Regions from separate parts of the Sus scrofa genome. Here regions 1, 2 and 3 are each linked to region 4. The links are chromatin contacts, called in public Hi-C, HiChIP or PLAC-seq and promoter capture Hi-C maps. All regions are on one chromosome and are shown on one strand. The core of a region is the stretch at or near the end of the contact, and the rest is flanking DNA. Distances in the headings are between cores, read along the strand shown. Region 1 holds the start of DDX21 (nucleolar RNA helicase 2). Region 2 holds the start of SLC25A16 (graves disease carrier protein). Region 3 holds the start of DNA2 (DNA replication ATP-dependent helicase/nuclease DNA2). Region 4 holds the start of CCAR1 (cell division cycle and apoptosis regulator protein 1).

Region 1 (2,700 bases), core at 200-2,699, 210 kb before region 4:
CAAGAAAACGGAATGAGTGAAATCTCAGAACCAAACCAGACAATGGCTCCTGCTTGAAATGTCTGACCCTCTCCAACTTCTCATATTTTTGAAAACTTTGTATTACTGAAAACAACTGGAAAGGTGTTTTAGCCTCTATTAAAACCTCTCTAGCAGAGCCCCAGGTCAACTCCAGAAGTGAGACTTTACACTGAGCTGAAACCTGCCTCCCTGCAATTTCAGGCCTAGCCTCTGTCCTTAATCTCTCCCACACGACCCATCCTTCAGACAGCTGAAAAATAATCTGGTCTCCTCCATCTCAAAGCTTTATTTCTTTCATCCCTTGCTTCCATCAAACGAGGCTGGATTTCCAATTCCGGTGGTCTCCTTTGGAAAGCAATAGAGTATGGTCATGTCCCTTCTAATTTCAGCATCCCATAATTTAACAAGTTGCAAGGCAGGTAAACCAGGACCACTTCCTCCCCACCTGTGAGCACAAGTCTGCGCTACCTCGGCTTCCTACAACACCAAAACATTGTTTTTGTAGAAATTCCCCATCAAAAAGACCCAGAAACAGCAAGGAGAGAAAATTTTAAGTCGTATACAAGTTCAGGGACAATCTTTGCTCTCAGTGACCTTATCTCAGAGCAGAGACTCAGTCACAGGTTAAATCGCTATCTAAGGAAGTAAGAGCGGGAGGCAGCTATCGAGGTAATTGCACACGGTGTGCAGTTAAGCATCAATACATGTCTTTACATTTCCAAGGAAAATATGGCTAAAAATATTAAGAGGGACTGAACTTATCTTCTAAGGGCCGCTTCCCGGAAAACAAGTAGTACCTCCCTACTATGGTAAAAAAATGTCACTGCGGACGCCGCCCACGTGTGCGGATGGCCTTATGGGCTGGCCAGCCCCGCTGAAAGCTTTAAAGCCCTACCTACAATTCCCTCCGCGCACACTCACGCCGGGAGATATCAGTCTGGGCCAAAACGTGGGGGCCTAACCGTGACCGTTCTACTTTGCTCACCCGGTGCGGAGCGCCCAGACTCAGAGACCACGTGGGACACCCGGCCGGCTCTCCAGCTGCGATCGCCCCCCCCACCGGACCTCCGGGCAGTGCGCCCACCGCCCGCGGAGAGCACCGACCACTCTCCCGCGCCCCTTGGCCGAAACCCACGCCGATCACCGGCCAAGTCGGGTCCGCGCCTCGCGCCGCCAGCCCAGGCCCCTCATCTCAGAGCCCCTTGTCCTGCCTTGCCCCAGGTCCCTCGGCCCTCGGTGGTACCTTCTCATTTTGCTTTCGCGGCATCTCCACTTTTGCCGTGGCGGTTTCTGACTCCAAATCCGCGTCACTACGAAGTTTCCCCGGCATCACTCTGCACCTGCTGGGTAGGCCGACCGATCTCGTCAACCGCGTGGAGAGGAAGAGAGAGCCCAACCTTTTTAGCCCACCCAGCTCCCGTCACTTCCTGTAGCAGAGTTCATCCTGCGGAAGCGGAAGTTCCCCAGGGAGGCGGCGGCACATGTGGTTCCAAAGCAGCTGCAGCTCACGCCGGCTGGTGTGAGTTGAGTGTTTACAGTGCCTGAACTAGAAGCCACCCTCAGAAGGGTAAACGGAAGGAACCGCAAAGGTTGGCTTTATTGTCGTTAAAACACTGGCGAGATTTTCGCTAGCCTCGGCCTGATATTGGAAGATTTTTAGCTGTTTTTGAGTGGCGCCTTTTCAGTGCTTTATTTTAGATTGCTAGCCTTGGCAAGCTCCTTTCACGAGCAGATGCGCAGGACGTATATTCTTGGTTATCCTGTGGAAACGTCACACTTGAAAGGAGACGCCCAGACTCACTGGCCTCGATAGTAACTGGAGTTCTGTCAGGTCTGGTCATTACTGCGTGCACTCACCGTACCTCCCCCTGAGCATTCACCATGTCAGGTATGAGAAACAAGGCTAGGATTCAGCACAGAAGCCTTGCCTTCAAGACGTTTTATAGGCTGGGTGGAAATAGACGAGTGTCAGTTGTTTTGAAGGCACAGACAGGCAACTGAACCGGCCTTGGGGCCTGAAGAAAGGATCCCCAAACCACGTGGACCTCTATTAGAAAATACAGGGGCTCTCAGTCTTGCATAATGTGGACACTATACGAATTCAAGCAGTTGAGGAAAAGTGGTATATTGAATAATCTGTGACAGTATCGCTAAACTTCCTGTGAAGAACTAGTGAGACAAAGAACTGGGAGCCAATTCATCATGAAATCATTTTAAAAAATCGGTTGAGGGAGTTCCTGTTGTGGCTCAGTGGTTAACGAATCTGACTAGGAACCATGAGGTCTCAGGTTCGATCCCTGGCCTTGCTCAGTGGGTTAAGGATCTGGCGTGGCCGTGAGCTGTGGTGCAGGTCGCAGACGCGGCTCGGATCCTGTGTTGCTGTGTCTCTGGTGTAGGCCGGTGGCTACAGCTCCGATTGGACCCCTAGCCTGGGAACCTCCATATGCCGCAGGAGCGGCCCTCAAAAGGGAAAAAAAAAAAAAAAAAAAATCGGTTGAGGAGTTCCCACAGTGGCACATTAAGTTAACTGTCCAGCATGTCTCTGTGGAGTTGCAGTTTAGATCCCCCAGCAGGCACAGTGGGTTAAGGATCTGGTGTTGTCACATGTGGCATAGACTGCAGATTACAGCTGAGTCTTGGATTCCATCCCTGGCCCAGGAACTTCCACATGCCAACAGG
Region 2 (2,700 bases), core at 141-2,640, 180 kb after region 4:
AGAATATGACAACTTGCAGAAAAAAGCCAAAAAAAGTCTAGTGGTTCAGGTTTATGCTGTATTTTGAGATTCTGTTCTTGTTCAGACATAGCTCTATAGAAACACTGGCTCTTGTATATTATGATCAAATTTGCACATGACTATCAAATCCATTAAAAGCTAACCTTAAAAAAAAGGGCATACCATAAAAGTGAAAAAAAAAAAAAAGAAATCTAGACCCATCATTAATGACTAAATGTGGCTAGAAACACCTTGCAGAGGCATATATGGGTGGAAAGAGAAACGGGACCAGTGCCAATAATAGTGAAGGTTGGAGTAAGTATTAATGAAAATCGTGATAATTTCTGACAGAGGATAAAAGTTCAGAACAACTGTGGTCACAAAGAATAGGGATGAATTGGAGTTCCCGTCGCGGCGCAGTGGTTAACAAATCCGACTAGGAACCATGAGGTTGTGGGTTCGGTCCCTGCCCTTGCTCAGTGGGTTAAGGATCCGGCGTTGCCGTGAGCTGTGGTGTAGGTTGCAGACGCGGCTCGGATCCCACGTTGCTGTGGCTCTGGAGTAGTCCGGTGGCTACAGCTCCGATTGACCCCTAGCCTGGGAATCTCCACATGTCGTGGAAGCGGCCCAAGAAATAGCTAAAAAAAGACAAAAAAAAAAAAAAATAGGGATGAATTTTGCTCAAGTTGGAAGTGATGAGGGATTCATAGCAATAGAATAGTGTCCATAAGGGGTGGTTAAAAAAAGTACAGTCTTGTAATACAGTAGGGCTAGTAAGAAGAAACGGAAGTTCCTGAGAGTTTAGGAGCTGGTAGTGGGTAGAGCGGTGGAATTTGAGTGCTAAGCATAAGACAGAGATTCAGAACCTCCTGGCAAGTCAGAAGTATTTGTGTAATTCACAGAGCCCCAAAGAAAGAAGAACTTGCTTCAGCAACTATTTCTTTGGCAGAGGTGATGGGGTGGAATTGAAGCTTCCTGGTGAACCGTTAGGGAGGCAGAAACAGGCTCAGCGAGAAGCTCAGAGAAGGCAGAGGTGATTTGGTGGGAGAGACTACAATTTCAGAGGTTCCTGGAAAGAGTGAGCAAAGGCTGGAATTTTTTGTTGTTGTTGTCTTTTTGCCTTTTCTAGGGCCACTCCCGCTGCACATGGAGGCTCCCAGGCTAGGGGTCTAATAGGAGCTGTTGCTGCCAGCCTACACCAGAGCCACAGCAACGCCAGATCCGAGCTGCGTCTGCGACCTGCACCAGAGCTCATGGCAACGCTGGATCCTTAACCCACTGCGCAAGGCCAGGGATGGAACCCGCAACCTCATGATTCCTAGTCGGATTCTTTAACCACTGAGCCACGAAGGGAACTCCTGGGGCTCATTTTTAGGAAGGTCATAAGCAGCCCGCTGGACGGTTCCAGGTCAGTGGTCAATACAGGTCAACGGACGGTGGAGGACTTTCTGAGGTGGCGGGTTTTGGAAGGACCTTCTTGCTGGCCATGTTTCCCTTCCTCCGTCCGTAACAGAAGAGGCCTGAAGAGTGACTCCAGCCAGAAGCAGGGATTTTGGGTGAGGCCGGGGCGTGGGGACACGTCCAACGTGGGGGTGGGGGGAGGTGACGCCCCCTTCGGGCCTTGATCCAGGCCCCGCCTCTGGCGTACGCCATCAGCCCGCGCCGCGCTGCACCGCCGGCGGTATTCCGTCCCGCCCGCACGGCGGCGGGGTGCCCTGTCACCGCCTGCTCTGGGCATGGCTAGGGCTCTTGGACTGTGAGTTGGCGACCAAAGCTCCTGCGCGGCCCTGATCCTGATGGCGGCGGCGGCGGCCCTGGCAGCGGCCGAGCCACCTCCTGCGATGCCGCAGGCAGCAGGAACCGGAGGACCCGCCGCTCGCCGAGACTTCTACTGGTTGCGTTCCTTCCTGGCTGGAGGTGGGTGTCCGTCGGGAGGACCTGGTCGTACCCCGAGCTTTAGGGGCAGGATCCGGGGCAGGTTGGGTGCTTGCGGCCGCGATGACATTCTCGGACTTGGGCTGTTTCAATGCCCTGCCAGGTGTTTGCCGGGACCTGCTATAACCTCTTTCTATAATCAATTGAGTAATCTCATCAGGGTCCTGCAGAGGAAGGGCCTTGAGCTGTCGCGAAGCGGTAGGGGACCTGGAAGGGCTGAACCGGGCACCCATTCTTCAGGGTTGGATAGCCGGGAAAATAGAGGACTCCCTTCAAAGACTCCAGGGTTTCAGTGAAACATGCTGGGAGCTCCTTTCTTGTATAAAGACCATGAACGACTGGTGTAGAATTGGATTTTGCTGTTTGCTTAAAAGAAAACAAATATTGGAGGACAGCTTATTTTTTTTATATAATGATTTTTATTTTTTTCCATTATAGCTGGTTTACAGTGTTCTGTCAGTTTTCTACTATACACCATGGTGACCCAGTTATACATACATGTATACATTCTTTTTTCTCACATTATCATGCTCCATCATAAGTGACTAGACATAGTTCCCAGTGCTACACAGCAGGATCTCATTGCTAATCCATTCCAAAGGCAATAGTCTGCATCTATTAACCCTAAGCTCCCAATCCATCTCACTCCCTCCCTCCTCCTTGGCAACCACAAGTCTATTCTCCAAGTCCATGATTTTTTTTTTTTTCCTGTGGAAAGATTCATTTGTGCCATATATTATATTCAAGATATAAGTGATATCATAT
Region 3 (2,700 bases), core at 188-2,687, 220 kb after region 4:
GGGAAACGAATAGGTAAACTACAGATGGGGAGCAAATATTTGCAAAACCTATCTGATGAAGGACTTTTATCTAGAATTATATAGAGAGAATTCTGCAACTCAGTAATAAAAGGACAATGAAATTTAACAAAAAATGGGCAAAAGATTTGAACAGACATTAACAAAGGGGGATATACAAATGACTAGGCATGTGATCAAGTAATATTATTAGTGATGGAGGAATGCAAATTAAGGCTGTTAGGACTGACGGCATCAAATGTCAAGGATATGCAGAAACTGAAATTCTCACACATTGTTGGTGATAGTGTAAAATGTTACAACCACTTGGCTAAAGCTCTATTAAACCTAAATATAAACCTACCCATAGTCAAGAAATTTCACCCCAAGATATGTACTCAAGACAAATACCTGCAAACTATTGCCTTTGGAGTAGACAAACAATGAGATCCTGCTATAGCACAGGGAACTGTATTGAAACACGTGATGGAACATGATGGAGGATAATGCGAGAAATAGAAGATGTGTACACCTAGGTCACTTTGCTGTACAGCAGAAATTGACAGTACATTGTAAATCAACCATAATAAAAATTTATTTAAAAAGGCGAATACAAGCACACATCCACCAAAAAATGTATACAAGAATATTTGTCCTGGAGTTCCCGTCGTGGCGCAGTGGTTAATGAATCCGACTAGGAACCATGAGGTTGCAGGTTTGATCCCTGGCCTTGCTCAGTGGGTTGAGGATCCAGCATTGCCGTGAGCTGCGGTATAGGTTGCAGACGTGGCTCGGATCCCGCATTGCTGTGGCTCTGGTGTAGGCTGGTGGCTTCAGCTCTGATTGGACCCCTAGCCTGGGAATCTCCATATGCCGCAAGAGCGGCCCTAGAAAAGGCAAAAAGACAAAAGACAAAAAAAAAAAAAAAAAAAAAAAAAAAAAAAGAATATTTGTCCTGCTTTATTCAAGATAGCAAAACACTGTAAATCATTCGTCAACAGGAGACTGGCCAAACAGACTACTATTCAGCAATAAAAAGAAACAAACTTCTGGTTCGTGTAACAAAATGGATGCATCTCAAAAACGTTATACTGAGTGAAAGAAGCCAGACACAAAATAGTACACATCATTTGATTTTCATTATATGAAGTTGTAGAATAGACAACTCTAATCTCTGGTGAAAAAAAAATCGGGTTAGTGGCTGGGTTTCCAGTGGGGAAGGATGTTACTTGGGGAGGGTATGAAAAGAACTTTCTGGAGGTGAGAAGAACATTCTGTACCTTTTTCTTTTGTCTTTTGTCTACTTTGGGCTGCACCCGCGGCATATGGAGGTTCCCAGGCTAGGGGTTGAATAGGTGCTGTACCTGCCGGCCTACGCCAGGACCAGTGGATCCGGGCGGAGTCTTTGACCTACACCACAGCTCAACACCGGATCCTTAACCCACTGAGCAAGGACATGGATCGAACCGGCCTCCTCATGGATACTAGTCGGGTTAGTTAACCCACTGAGCCACAAAGAGAACTCTTAAGACAGCAAATGCTAATTGTAAACTTTAGGTGATATGTATACAGTGTTCATTATATAATTCTCAACTTTTCTGTACATTTGAAAATTTTCATGGTAAAATATTGGGAAAGGGGAAAGAATAAATTGCAGGGAGTTAAGAATGGAAGCACGTGTGAGAGATAATTATCAGGTAGTGACAGTGAGATGGAAAGGAAAGAGGAGATTCAAGGCACACCTGGATTTGGGCAACTGCAAATAGTACTAAGAGCTTACTAAGAGCGTGTGTGGGGCATGGGTCAGCGTGTCTAGAGAGAGGGCGGAAGCATTTAGTCTAGGTCGGGTTACGAAGAGTCCTTGCTTTCCTAACCCTAAAGCGAAGGATCAAGGGCGCCTTTTCAGCCTTTGCTGCCCCGGTGCGGCTCTCCAAGCTTTACCCTCCGGGCGCGGGAAGGGCTGCCCGCGCAGGTCACTTGGGATCGCGGCGGTCGGCGCATGCGCACGTCGCCTGGCGGACTCGTGTCTCTTTTCCTTTCCAGTGCTGATCACTGTTCACCAGTTTTTACCTGGCGGCAGTTTTCGGTCTCGGCGCCCAGGATGGAGCAGATGGGCGATTTGGAGCTGCTCATGGAGAAGAGTTTCGGTGACGAGGCTGCGCCGCCTGCGAAGCTGTGAGCAGAGTGGGGGTTGGGGCGGGGAGGATCTGGGAGCCAAGCGGGAATTTTGAAAAGAAAAGAGCGGGAGAGGCCGCAACCACGCCTCCATGGAACCGGGCTCTGGTAGGAGTGACCGAGCTCAGGTCTCCTGGCCCCGGCGAGTTTCTGGAGCTGGGGTCTGCTTCGCAGGGTTCTTTTTAGGGCTAAGCCCGGGCAAGAGCTCGAAGACTCTCCCTCACTCAGCAGGTCCTTCCTTACCTTACTATCACCGCTTTCTGGATTTTTTTGGGTCCCAGCCACCTTAAATGCCTTCATAAAAGGGAATTGCAACTGCTAGATGCTTTTCTTTTTCTTTTTTTTTTTTTTTTTTTGGTCTTTTTTGTCTTTTGTTGTTGTTGCTATTTCTTGGGCCGCTCCTGCGGCATATGGAGGTTCCCAGGCTAGGGGTTGAATCGGAGCTGTAGCCACCGGCCTACGCCAGAGCCACAGCAACGCGGGATCCGAGCCGTGTCTGCAACCTACACCACAGCTCACGGCAACGCC
Region 4 (2,700 bases), core at 21-2,520:
GACCAAAAGCATCTGATAGATGACATGAGGAGCTAACTTACAAGAAAGGCACTTCCTTCGGCGACTACAAACTGTCACATTTAAACAGAAGATCATCTGCTGCTATCTACCCAATTCTTAGCAATAAGAAGTAACACCGCTTTACGCAAGGAAATACAGCCTGCATGTGTCTTTTGGCCAAGAGCTGGGGACTGAAAGTGGCAAAACCAATAACGGAAATTGGGACGGAGACACAGAACAAAGGTATTCAAGAATATCATTTAAATAACGGACGTCTCCTTACTTTCAAGACTAGGGAAGGGTCTGGGGGCCCCTTTACCCTCCCTTCCCTCGATGGGAAAGACAGTTGAAATAACGGACGCCTCCTTAAAGCACTAAAACGAAGACCCCTCCCCCTCCCATCAAGCCAGAAGTGGCGAAGATCCCAGGCCGCGCCCCCATCCCCCCCTCCGCCTCCGAGAGGCCGGGGCACTGCTATCCATCTTTCTCCAGCGCTAGCTCCTCACGGGCCGCAGACCAGTGGAGGCGGAATCCTCCGTCCCGCGAGACGAAGCAAAACGCCAACAGGGGAATAGCGAGAGCTCTGAGCCCCTTAACATCCCCCGAGGAAAGGAGACGCGGAAAAGGCCTCCATCCCACAAATCCGTGCTACCACGAGCGGCCCCTGCGCCCCGGACCTGAAGCCGGGAGGCTAAAGCCGCAGCAGCTTGGGAACGAGAGACTGCAGTCAGCAGCCCCTTCAAGCCCTCCATGCCAAGGCTGAGGCTCGCCGGGGGCACCTGAGGGGCCACCGGAAAAAAGCGAGGCAGTGGGGGAGGGGCCGGCCGCGCGGGGCCTGCTCCGACCCGCACAAAAGGGACCGTGTCCCCTCCCGTCCCAGTCCCACGAGAGCCCCACCGTCGCTGGCCTATGGACGCCGTGCTACCAAAGCCGTCGCGCTCGGCCCTTCCGCGGATCCGCTAGGGCTTTAAAACCCCAGTTGGGCCGCCCGCCGCTCCAGTCGCGACGACCAGAGCTTCACCTGAATCCAGTCCCGGATAAGACCGAAGCCATTTCAAACCCGTCAGTTTTGGGCGCATGCGCCAACTTCCCCGTCTTCCTCCACGCCTCTCCCCCACCCAACTCGCCGAGGAGCGGCACTTACGGGCGTACGTTCTACGTGCGCGTTCCCCAGCTCGACTTCAATACGCTCACGGCTTTCGCTACGCCGGTAGAATTAGAGCGCGCCTAAGAAGGGTTACCTTGGCTTCGCGTAACAATGAGCCTGTGTCCCTGCGCAGGCTCAAAGGAAAAGGCTTTGCGAGTGGGAAGAACCGCCAGTCACGTGATCCGATGACCCTGTCGCCATTTTGTGTTTTTTTGTCTTTTTTAAAAAAATAATTCAAGATCTTTGAAAAATGCATATAAGCCTGACATCCTAACTTTTTAAAAAAACTGAGATGAAATTGATTTCACATATAATTCACTCGTTTAAGTGTTTTATATTGTATAGTTCAATGTCTTTTAGCAGAGTCATAACATTATGCACCCTCCACCTTAAAAGAAACCCCTACCCACGAAGCAGTCACTCCTTAATCCCTTCTCGCTGCAGCCCTAGGCAACCACTAATCGGATTTATCTCTATGGATTTGCCTATCTTAGACTTTTCATATTAATAGAATCATACTGACATATGGCCTTGTGTATCTAGCTTTTATAACTTACGATATTATGTCCAAGTTTCATGTTGTAGCACGCATCAGTACTTCGCTCCATTGTATGGGTAATACCACAATTTGTCCATTTGTCATTTGTTCATTTGGGTTGGTTCCACCTTGGGGCTGTTGTGAATAATGTTGCTATGAAGGGTCACATTTTGTTTGTACACCTGTTTTCAATTATCTAGGATTTATGCCTAGGAGTGGATTCTGGGTTACATGGTAATGTTCTACGTAACCTTCTGAGGAATTGCCAACCTGTTTTTTTAGTGACTAAACCAGTTTATATTCCCACAAGTAGCAAAATTAAGTGTCCATTCCATGAATATGGAATATCTTTCCATTTATTTAGGTCTTCTTTAATTTCCTTCAGCATGTATTGCAGATTTTGGAATTCCATTCTTTTTTTTTTTTTTTTCTCTTTTTTTCCCTCTTTTTAGGGCTGCACCAGAGGCATATGGAAGTTCCCAGGCTAGGGGTCAAATTTGACCTATATTTGACAGCCTATGGCACAGCCACAGCAATAGGGGATCCAAACCGAGTCTGCAACCTACACCACAGCTCAATGCAATGCTGGATAATTAACCCACTGAGTGAGGCCACGGATCAAACCTGAATCCTCATGGATCATAGTCAGGTTTGATACTGCTGAGCAAGGATGGGAATTCCCTGAGTTCAACTCTTGCATCTCCTTAAGTACATTTAATTCCTCAACTGTTTGTTTTTGTTTGTATTGTTTGCTGTTTTTTTTTTGTTTTTTTTTTAAGGGCCGCAGCCACAGCATATGGAAGTTCCCTAGCGAGGGGTCAAATCACAGCTGCAGCTACCAGCCTACTCTACAGTCACAGCAATGCACGATCCAAGCCATATCCAGGACCTACACCAGCTCATGACAACACTGGATTCTCAAACTACTGAGCAAGGCCAGAGATCTGAACCTACATCATCGTTGGATTCGTTTATGCTGCACCACAATGGGAAATCCTTGTTTTGTTCTTGGATG

What was found. Promoter capture Hi-C pulls out the DNA fragments that hold promoters and counts their contacts. A called contact is a pair of places that touch in the nucleus more often than the background predicts. HiChIP or PLAC-seq counts read pairs in DNA pulled down with a chosen protein or histone mark.
Region 1: a contact with region 4 is called in a Hi-C map of liver, with 3 times the contacts expected there. The contact joins the promoter of DDX21 here to the promoter of CCAR1 in region 4. A contact is called at or near these places in 1 of 5 promoter capture datasets (fetal skeletal muscle), 1 of 47 Hi-C or Micro-C datasets (liver) and 1 of 2 datasets of contacts at active chromatin or transcription factors (alveolar macrophages).
Region 2: a contact with region 4 is called in a promoter capture Hi-C map of liver, with 10 times the contacts expected there. The contact joins the promoter of SLC25A16 here to the promoter of CCAR1 in region 4. A contact is called at or near these places in 4 of 5 promoter capture datasets (fetal liver, fetal skeletal muscle and liver), 29 of 47 Hi-C or Micro-C datasets (adipose tissue, alveolar macrophages, blood and 16 more) and 2 of 2 datasets of contacts at active chromatin or transcription factors (alveolar macrophages and skeletal muscle).
Region 3: a contact with region 4 is called in an H3K27ac HiChIP or PLAC-seq map of skeletal muscle, with 4 times the contacts expected there. The contact joins the promoter of DNA2 here to the promoter of CCAR1 in region 4. A contact is called at or near these places in 2 of 5 promoter capture datasets (fetal liver and liver), 2 of 47 Hi-C or Micro-C datasets (embryonic fibroblasts and liver) and 2 of 2 datasets of contacts at active chromatin or transcription factors (alveolar macrophages and skeletal muscle).

The regions. Positions count from the first base shown.
Region 1 is chr14:72,038,734-72,041,433 of Sscrofa11.1, reverse strand. It overlaps DDX21 (nucleolar RNA helicase 2), which reads right to left and starts at 1,449. Exons shown (of 15, transcript XM_005657387.3): 1 at 1,265-1,449. The coding sequence starts at 1,351. LOC106508089 (a long non-coding RNA gene) reads left to right here and starts at 1,481. Exons shown (of 3, transcript XR_001304647.2): 1 at 1,481-1,909.
Region 2 is chr14:71,650,031-71,652,730 of Sscrofa11.1, reverse strand. It overlaps SLC25A16 (graves disease carrier protein), which reads left to right and starts at 1,390. Exons shown (of 9, transcript XM_021072451.1): 1 at 1,390-1,917. The coding sequence starts at 1,797.
Region 3 is chr14:71,605,804-71,608,503 of Sscrofa11.1, reverse strand. DNA2 (DNA replication ATP-dependent helicase/nuclease DNA2) reads left to right here and starts at 1,437. Exons shown (of 21, transcript XM_021072448.1): 1 at 1,437-2,172. The coding sequence starts at 1,997.
Region 4 is chr14:71,826,079-71,828,778 of Sscrofa11.1, reverse strand. It overlaps CCAR1 (cell division cycle and apoptosis regulator protein 1), which reads right to left and starts at 1,270. Exons shown (of 25, transcript XM_021072498.1): 1 at 1,145-1,270.